3 separate regions of the Mus musculus genome follow, and regions 2 and 3 are each linked to region 1. Evidence: chromatin contacts called from public Hi-C and Micro-C data. All regions are on one chromosome and are shown on one strand. The core of a region is the stretch at or near the end of the contact, and the rest is flanking DNA. Distances in the headings are between cores, read along the strand shown. Region 1 holds the start of Arhgap22 (Rho GTPase activating protein 22). Region 2 holds the start of Mapk8 (mitogen-activated protein kinase 8). Region 3 overlaps Arhgap22 (Rho GTPase activating protein 22).

Evidence for each region. Hi-C and Micro-C count contacts between places; a contact is called where the count stands out from the background.
Region 2: a contact with region 1 is called in a Micro-C map of embryonic stem cells, with 2.3 times the contacts expected there. The contact joins the promoter of Mapk8 here to the promoter of Arhgap22 in region 1. A contact is called at or near these places in 1 of 39 promoter capture datasets (macrophages), 4 of 484 Hi-C or Micro-C datasets (embryonic stem cells, hematopoietic stem and progenitor cells and muscle stem cells) and 2 of 9 other capture datasets (adipose tissue and liver).
Region 3: a Hi-C map of muscle stem cells shows a contact between it and region 1, with 4 times the contacts expected there. The contact joins the enhancer-like site here to the promoter of Arhgap22 in region 1. A contact is called at or near these places in 20 of 39 promoter capture datasets (the 3T3-L1 cell line, the C10 cell line, the HPC-7 cell line and 12 more), 3 of 15 datasets of contacts at CTCF or cohesin (the NIH/3T3 cell line and large pre-B cells), 46 of 484 Hi-C or Micro-C datasets (the 3T3-L1 cell line, 3T3-L1-derived adipocytes, the AML12 cell line and 34 more), 16 of 115 datasets of contacts at active chromatin or transcription factors (SST interneurons, bone marrow-derived dendritic cells, bone marrow-derived macrophages and 6 more) and 5 of 9 other capture datasets (adipose tissue, embryonic stem cells, liver and 2 more).

Annotation. Positions count from the first base shown.
Region 1 is chr14:33,215,420-33,218,511 of GRCm38.p6, reverse strand. It overlaps Arhgap22 (Rho GTPase activating protein 22), which reads right to left and starts at 1,689. Exons shown (of 11, transcript NM_153800.4): 1 at 1,667-1,689; 2 at 1,401-1,560. The coding sequence starts at 1,452.
Region 2 is chr14:33,445,491-33,448,582 of GRCm38.p6, reverse strand. Mapk8 (mitogen-activated protein kinase 8) reads left to right here and starts at 1,425. Exons shown (of 12, transcript NM_001310454.1): 1 at 1,425-1,568.
Region 3 is chr14:33,354,004-33,357,095 of GRCm38.p6, reverse strand. All of the region lies in intron 5 of Arhgap22 (Rho GTPase activating protein 22), which reads right to left. Among named protein-coding and RNA genes, the nearest start is that of Mapk8, 92 kb to the left of the region's middle. Within about 2 kb of position 1,620, at least 19 of the 459 cell types and tissues checked have an H3K27ac peak or open chromatin away from gene starts, as enhancers often do. A contact at or near this core is called in 3T3-L1-derived adipocytes, the C2C12 cell line, the HL-1 cell line and 2 more, where this site is marked.

The DNA.
Region 1 (3,092 bases), core at 440-2,939:
TCGGTGCTGGACTGTGCTGTGACCCCAGCTGGAGGAGAATACCTTCAGAGTGTCAGATACTGTGATCCCAGCTGCCCGCAGCCCGATTTCTCCCCAGACTGGAGCGTCTACCTAGACTCTAGCCCAGGTCTCAGAGCCCAGACCTGGCTTCCAGCTCACGCAACCCTGCCTTTGTGGAAGAAGAAACTTTCTCCTCACCTAACACATGCCTGCTCAGGACGACAGAGGCACAGCAGGAGTCTGAGCCCTGTGGCTCTGTTCACTTTTTCCTAGTGCTGGCAGAGACATAAACATGTGCAGGAGCCTGCGTTCCACCTAAGGCTGGCTAAACAGAAGTCTCCAGAGGAAGTTGGCAAGCTTGAGGAGGACTGGGGCCCAGAGGACGTTACTGATGGCATCTATTTCTGGAATCCAGCACTCAGGTCTAACCTACCAAAGACACCACCCAGCTACAAACACAACCAGCTCCTTCCTGCCTGAGGTCCATCCTGTGCACACACATTTAAGTCGGGCAGCTCCAGCAGGGTCTACCACCTCTATGACACAGCACCTGCAAGACCCAGCACCTGCAAGACCCAGCACCTGCAAGACCCAGCACCCGTATGATGCAGCACCTGCAAGGCTCAGCACCCGCAAGACCCAGCACCTGTATGATGCAGCACCTGCAAGACCCAGCACCTGTATGATGCAGCACCTGCAAGACCCAGCACCTGCAAGACCCAGCACCTGTATGATGCAGCACCTGCAAGACCCAGCACCTGCAAGACCCAGCACCTGCAAGACCCAGCACCTGCAAGACCCAGCACCTGTATGACCTTGCACCTTCAGGATCTACACCTGTGTGACCTGGCACCTACACGATTCAGTTCTTGAGGGGCCCAGCATCTTCAGGGAATACCAGACCATCATCTGTCAGTGACTCGAACAGACACTAGTCCCACTGTGACTAGCTGCTGCCTTCCCAGAGCTTCCCGGAGCTATTCAATCATCCTCTCTGCATCTTTCAGTTCACTACCAGGCTGGGTGGCTTCCTGGCACAGACAGAGGAGCCTTGGGATGCCCAGTTCTCCCTGTGGAAGCTCTATCCAGTGTCCAAGCAGTCTGTGGTCATGGTGATCCTCATGGCCGTCAACTGTCATTAGAGTCCCCAGCCATTGGAACCCAGGACCCTTGACACTGGAGCCTGATTTCCAGGCTCACAGAGAGCAGATGCTGGGTCATGGCTGAGTGCTGGCTAACCAACTTGTGCTGAGAGCTGAAGGAAGATTGAGTCCCCACTTCATGGTGCCCACAGCCCGCAAGACCAACGAGGCTCCTTCAGTGTCACCGAGCGACCCCACCCTTAAGCACGAAGTCAAGCACACAGGCAGCCATTCCCCACCATAGAGCCAAATCCTTACTGAAGTATCTGGCAGCGAAGGTTCTTCTTTTGCTGGAAGCCGTCGGCAGCATTGCTAGGCTGGCAGTGTGCAGATTTCTCCTGTGTCTTCTCTGGAAGGCAGCAGCCACATCCTCAGGCAGACAAGCTAATTCCCAGTTTCAGTAGCAGGCGATCAGCATCTATAGTAGAGAAATATATTTAGAACGCTCTTTCCAGGCATTTGCCTGGATTTCAAACACGAACAAAGCCTGCTGTGAGGGACAAGTTTCTCTGTGGAGCATGTACCTTGGGGATCTGAGAGCAGACTTGGGGAAGTCAGAGTATCAGTTCCTCAAATCTGTAAAATGGGACCAGCAGTGACAACTGCGTCTCAGAGGGAGAAGATGCCAGATTCATCAGCGGAAGCAAGGGCTCGGTGAGCCAAGGGCTCTAGCTACTAGATTTGATATTTTTCGCCCCCAAGGGAACAACATGGAGCTAAGTAAGGGACCGTGCAAATTGCTCTGAGCATGCTGGCTGGTTCCTGGCTCACACTTTGGCTTGTGGTCCAAGTGCTGGGGTAGACCCCAGGAAAGCTCTGTCACATCCTTAGGGTACCACTTCTCCATTCTATTTTTGGAAATGTGTCATCATTACATCATTTACAGTTGTGGAAAATGGGTACAAACGAACAAACAAATAGACAAAGCTTGCTTATAACTAGCCAAGTGGTATTTCTGCCGCCGTGAACATCATTCACACAGCAGCAGTCCTAGCGACCTAAAATAAAGCCAGGCTCTGAGATGGCAGGCACACTGTCACCTGTCTTTAGGACATATGATACCATTTGCAGATGGAGCCCAGAATGCTCTTCCCCTACCTACCCTGTCTCCAGTGTGCTAGTCTCTACAAGCTGAGCTTGTATGAAGCCTGAAGTTACCGGTAGATCCTTCCAACCTGGGCAGGAGGAGGCAGAAGGAGGCAGGAGGAGGAGGAGATAGAGATGCGGGCTGAAATCGGTCCATCACTGCCACAGAGAACAGAAGCTTGGGGCTATGGACTAGTGCCTGGTATTCTGTGGGTCCTGCTGGGGCAAAATGCTTCTGGTTCACACTTTAGCATGTGGGTATAGTTCCTGTCACTGACTGGTCCCCAGGGAGTGATGGGACAGCACCTGGAATGGAGAAGGCAGACTGCCTTTGGAATAGCAGAGAGAATGAAGCGGTCACTAAGCCCTAAATCTTCAAGGGCCTAAGCCCAAGATATTGGCATGACCTGGGACCCAGGAGCACAGATGGCCTTGAACACACAGCTGAGCTGGGAGTCTCCAGGGAAGTGATGGAGCTGGAGCCAGGAAATGAGGACCCTGGAGTTGGTACAGACCTCAGAGACCCTGAGGGATTTGGGAGTGACACCTTCAGTCTCTCCTGGAAGAGTGCACAGTTTGGAAGCATAGGTGGACGGGGGTAAGGCTCTGAGGGTGGGGGCACCCCACACCCACTGTAGCAAGCCTTAAGAATGAATGCTCTGGGTTCACACTGTAGGTCCAGTCCCTAGCAGGACACAAAGCCAGGTAGGCGTGTAGTATGCCTGTAAACCCAGCAATCAGGAGGTGGGGGCAGAGACTCAGAAGTTCAAGGTTACCCTCAGCTATATAGTGAGTTCAAGGCCAGCCTGTGCTACATGAGAGCCTGTTTACAAAACAGAAGTCTAACGTTAAAGTTGAATTCAG
Region 2 (3,092 bases), core at 176-2,675, 230 kb before region 1:
CCCATTACACCTGTAATAAAAACACCTCCAACACAGGATTTTGTTTTTATCAGTCTTCTCATTTTGCAATGTCTTCTTTGGTGTCCCAATAGAGCTGGCCTGTCTTCAGTTTTCCCAGTCTACCCCGTTCTGGAACTCCTTGTTCGCACATCAAGTTAACTCGGACATAATCCCTGGTCAAACCTGTTCTCAAATTAGGAGGCAGCTCCTTAGAGAAGGCTTTCCTGGCCTTATTAATACATTGGTTCCTTTCATAGTTGGATGTGTCCTTAATTTGCATTTTAGTGTCGATTTGATTTGGTGTATAGTTTATTATCTTGATACCACAAGAATTCTCTATAAGTTCTACTTATTGCTAGTGCTAGTACACTGCCTTTAAGAGAATAGGCAAGCAATAAAATATTTACTGGAGAAATAAGAAATTAAAATTAAAAAATTGCTGAGAGATAAAATGGGGGGAGAATAAATGAATGAGTGCTCACATTTGCTTCATGATAGCATCCCTGGAGAAAGACCATTTTAACATGTAATGGGAACAGTCTACCTGAATTTACTCAATACATATTTGTATATTTTGGAAATCACAGTATACTACACAGGTGTAAGAGAGACTGCCCTTTATTTCCTACTGTCAAAGCAATTGTCATACTTTTTTTCCAAGTTTAATATACTGTGCATGTAATATATTTTATATAAACGTAGAATCATTCTATATGTATGTGTTGCTTCTTTCTCTTAGTGATATTCTCCGTTGTTGGCGAGAATGCCTTTGAACTCTTTAAAGTGCTAAATATATTTTGCCTCATGAATGATAGTGATTTAAATACCTTTCCATCCATTGTCGAGGCTCGTCAGTTTATCCGTGAATAGTTAATATTTGCGAGAGCCGCAAGGACTTGCAGGTAAATCAGGTAAGGCAAAAAATCTGGAGCAGGAGGGTTTGGGGGGTAAAAGGAGGTAACTTCTTCCAGGGAGCTAGAGAACATCTACTCCTTGGTGGGTGGTAGGCCCTTGAAGAGTATCTGTCAAACCAGGACTCTCCGTGGTTCAGGTGTGTGCCCTGGCACGCGTGCCTGACCTTCAAACACTAACCCCTCCTCCCCGCGAGGCTAGCAACCATGCAGGCTTAAGCTATGACTGGTGTTTCGCCGCCACGCGCCGCCACGTGCCATCGCAGACCCGCCCCCTGCTGCTCCCGGCCCCGCCCCTCACACGCGGCCGCCCAGACGCTGCTCGCGGCCCCGCCCTCAGGGGAAAACCTCCGCTACTGCAGCCCGCCCCCCAGTGTAGCCACGCCCAAGTCGCGGGGCCACGCCCTCGTAATCCGGGCCCCCGGGGCTGGCCCGCCCCTAGGCCGCTCGCCGGCGCGGAGGCGGGGCCCTGCGCGATGACGTGGGCGGGCGTGCGCGTTGACGGCCCGCGTCTCTGTTAGTCAGCGGAGCGGCCGAGGCCGGACGTTGCGGCCGAAACGCGGAGCCGCGAACAGGATTGAGTAGCGGCCGCGGCCACCGCAGGACGGCGCCGTTCTCCGCTACGGGCTTCCAGGTCGCCGTTGGCTGCACTGCCGGGTGAGTGCGCGGGCGCCGCGGCTCGGGCGGCCGCCGCTTTTCCCCGGCCGTGACCCCCTCCCGGGAACGCGCGCGGGGCGGGGGCGGCGCGGGAACAATAGCGCGGGCGGCGGGGGCAGCGGGGGGCGTGGTCCACTCCGCGCGACCTGGCTTCACCGCTCCGGCCGGCTTCCACGTCGCGCGGGGGGAAATGGAGCGGGTGGGCGGCAAGTTCGGAGGTGCTCCCGCGGAGGTCGGGCCGACGCGACCGTGCATACGTCTCCCGCACCCACGGGGAGCGTGTTTTGACTGTGGGCGGTTTCTTTGTGCGGACGTGAGTGCCGCGACGCCGAGAAGAGCCGGGTGGCCGCGAGCGCGCCGGCCTGCGGGCCGCGCCTTGAGAGGGGCGCCTGCCGCTGACCTTTTGACTTTCCCCCGCCGCTGTCCCTTTGTCTTGCGCTTGGGTTCCTAGTCCAGACAAGGTAGAACCAAGTCCATTGTAAAGTACCGTAAGGAACGCATTACATTGTTATTCCCGAAAGTTTCCCATCCCACCGGGAATTTAATATCATGTTGACTGCACAGTGTCCGGTAGTTTCTATTTTTACTTCTGAAATTAAGTGATCTTTTCAGTAGAATTCTGGTCTGCCGGTCTATTGTGTTTTGAGATCAGCTTCCACCAAGTACCTGGTCAGTTAGAACATGTTTATTTCATTCATTCATTTGGCAACAGTTAGTGCTGTATCCAGGTGGAGAAGATGTGAAGGCCAAGAGAAAGACCCTTAAAAATTAGGGTAGTATGGAACAGAATAGATGTGCCTTTAAATGAGACGATTATGTAAGGGATGTATGTTAAGTAAGGTATTTGGCTCATTTGACTGGAACTTCCAAGGATAGTGTTAGGAAGAATATCCAGGTTTGGCTTAAATATACTACCTTTATTCTTAAATCCCACCCCCCCCTTGTCAATTTTCGTATCATTGGTAATGGTTACTTCAGTTCTCTTATTGAGGCTGTTAAACTTGGAAGGTTTACTTCTGTGTCTGACGAAGTAATCAAAATGGTACTTAGAGGCCTATTTTGCATCATTTCCCCATCACCAAGCATGGAAGTCATACTCATTGGGTTGATTGAAAGACTTTTATAGACAAAAATTTAAAATAAAGCCTTAAATTCTCCACGAAGTTTCAGATGTGTCACATACCACTCTCAGTTGGCTAGATCATAAATTAATAGAGGATGTTACCTGTTAAAGACCACCAAAGGGTTTGGAATCACTTTTTCACTTCTAGGTTAACTATTCCTGATTTTTTTCTATATAGTTAATAAAATAGAGGATTATGGCTTGTGTGTATAGTCATAAAAAGTTGAGTAGCCATACTTAAAAGTCAGAGATGCTCCAAACTCTCCAAATGAAACACTTACAGTGTCTTGTAGATAAAGGGGATTTACTTGGTACTCTGTCATCAAAGTTGAGAACTTTGTCCACTTCTAGTATTTTAGGTAAGAGCTTTCTCTAGTCATGTATGAATACACCCAGACACA
Region 3 (3,092 bases), core at 371-2,870, 140 kb before region 1:
TTGCTACTGTTATAATGCAGTACATAAATATCTGATGTGCAGAATGTCTGATATTTGGCCCCTATGAAAGCATCACTCAATCCCCCGAGACCCTCAAGTTGAGACCCTACCACCGTTCTAGGAGGTCTGGTCTCTAGAATGGATAGTGTTATTCACCTCCTCACTGTGCAGACATTCCCCCAAGGATGTCCTTTGAGGCATGACAAGGCCACCATGCTAGAGCGAGTTGTGTTAAGGACTATAGTTTTGTGGGAACTGGGTCATGGTGCAGCCAAGTGAGGAATTCAACCATCTCTCTGGTAGCCTACCTCATTCCCTGCTCCAAGCAACTTAAAAATAAGACGCATCCTACAGGATCACCCTTCTTCTCAGCTTCTTTCAGCCTTCCCTTCAACAACAGGGGTCAGCTGCTTCTGTCCATTGGTTGGGTGCAAATATCTGCATCTGACTCTTTCAGCTGCTTTTTGGGTCTTTCGGAAGCAGTCATGATAGATCCCTTTTGGTGAGCGCTCCATAGCCTCAGTAATACTGTCAGGCCTTGGGGCCTCCCCTTGAGCTGGATCCCACTTTGGGCCTCTCACTGGACCTTCTTTTCCTCAGGCTCCTGTCCATTTCCATCCTTGTAATCTTTCATACAGGAACGATTATGGATCAGAGATGTGACTATGGGATGCCCCCTTCCTCATTTGATATTCTATCTTCCTGCTGGAAGTGGGCTCTATAAGTTCCCTCTCCCTATAGTTGAGCATTTTATCTAAGATCCCTCCCTTTGAGTCTTGAGAGTCTCTCACCTCCCAGGTCTCTGGTACATTCTGGAGCCCCACCCCCACCTCCTTTTTCCTGAGGTTGCCTGTTTCCATTCTTTCTGCTGGCTCTCAGGGCTTCAGTCCTTTTCCCTCATCCAATACCACATCTCTCAAACACTGGACCACCAAACAGACAGAATACACAAGCAGATATGAGGCCCCCAACACACATACAGTAGAGGACTTTCTGTTCATTCAGAGATGATGCACCTAACCCTCAAGAGACTGGAGGCCCCAAGGAGTTCAGAGGTCAGGTGGGGTGAGAGGTGGGGGGCATCCATGTGGAGAGAGGGAGGTGGGAAGGAGATGTGGGATGTGGAGAAGTCAGGGGGTGAATGGGGGTGGAGAATGGAATATGGAGTGCATGATCTGGAAATTAAGCATATAGATCAGGGAAGAAAGCCTAGGACACATCAGGTGAATACCATCAGTGCCTTAAGAAAAGGTGTATGTGCTTGTATGTGCCATACACACACACACACTTTAAGCTTTTGTTTGTACATGTAATCATGTGAGCATGTCAGCTTGTGTGTGCATGTGGCAGGGACCTAGTCCAGCCCATTCAGTGTGGCTCCTGGAACAGCAAACATCCCAGCTGTTCAGCCGTCATTGTCCACATCGGAATGGAGGCGGAGGGACCCATGAGGCAGCAGGTCCCATGGACATCTGGGTCACGGCAGAGGAAGCAATACTGGTCAAGAGGGAAACCTGCCTCTTCTGGGCCTTGGCAGGTTAGTCCTCTAAGCCAGGGGAAGGCACTAAGCCTGAAGCCCAGGGACAAGCTGGCTACTTGGGCAGCTCCACGCAGGGCTGACTCAGGAGGCCTTGAGTCACCTCAAATAGTGTCCCAGCCTTTGGGGTTAGAGCTGGCTGGGCTCAGAGCACAGAGATTCAGCTATTTTTCTCTCACTCAGAACTCAGTCACCCACATGCAGGGCCTCAAATGCATGAGTCTACCTCCTGTCACGTTGGAAACATTTTTAAATTTTGCTTTTTTTTTCTCCATTTGCCCCTCTTTGTTTTGAGGTGCACGCGCTAGGCAAGCTTTCTAGAACTGAACTACACCCCAGCTCTTGAGTTGCTCTTGAAATAATCCACACTTACGATAGTGACAGGCCTACGTTCCAGAAAGTCAAGAGTGGCAGAGCACTCCGTAGTAGCTGTTTTCCCTTTGACAGAAACTCCCTGCCAATCCTCTGCAGTCCACAGTATTCCTTACTGGCCCCTACCCCACCTAGGCTGCTTCAGGCTTTGGGGCAGTCATTTGCCTCTTCTGCTTTAAGTCTGTGAATAAAGACTTCCCCAGATAACACCAGAGTCTGGCCAAGTGGGGAAGGGGACCTGGCTCACAGGGAAGCCATGGGAAGCCGTGTCTGGTGTAACCAGGAGCACCATTACTTCAAATGAGCAAGGAATAGAACATACAGAGGAAGTGCCCACGAACAAAGTGTCCCCCAGTGGGGCATGGGCTAGCCTGGAATGACCCCTGCCTCCTCCCATCCACTCAGAGAGACCTTCCATTTAGTGAGACTCACTTCCCAACTGTCTCCAGTGTCAGCACACACACACACACACACACACACACACACACACACACACACACGGGGTGGGGGTGGGGCGCAGGGCCTTCTCTCTCCACCACACCTCCACCCCAGAGTCACAGCAGTGGGAAGGCATTGCTTTCTTTGGGGCAGAGGTGGAGGAGTGAGTGTATAGGACAAACACCATGCAGTGTTCTGTCCTAAGTCCCTGCACTCAGCTCCTGGCCTCAGCTCGCAGTGACTGACGGCCACCTTCAGGAAGACATGAAACTCATAAAGCTCAGGGACTCCAACCAGCTTCCTTCTTGCTCCCTGAGCCCTATGCTCAGGATACCTGCCATCTGTCTCTTACTGTGTGCTTGTGCCTGGCCCTGTTCAGGTCCCCTATCCCCTGCCACCCGGAGGCTAACCATGATCCCCGGGGAAACTGCAGACAATACCATCCCCTAAGTAGACCATGATCTAAGTGTATGTATAAACTGAGCACAGGACTGTTCCAAGGTGTGGGTGAGGGGAAGATTTTTACTGTGTATATGAGGGAGAGGAGGGCCAGAGGCGTCTGGAGGAGATCAGAGCAGGAAGAGAGCCCAGCAGACTGGGCCGGGCCATCAGAGGAGACTGGGAGGGGGCGGGGCAGTAAGAAAAAAAGAGTGTGGGCAAAGGAGACCAAGAAAGACAGGCAGGAGCAGAAGATAAAAGAAAAAGCCTAACTGAAGAGCGGGTTGCAAGGAACTGAGAAGCTGCA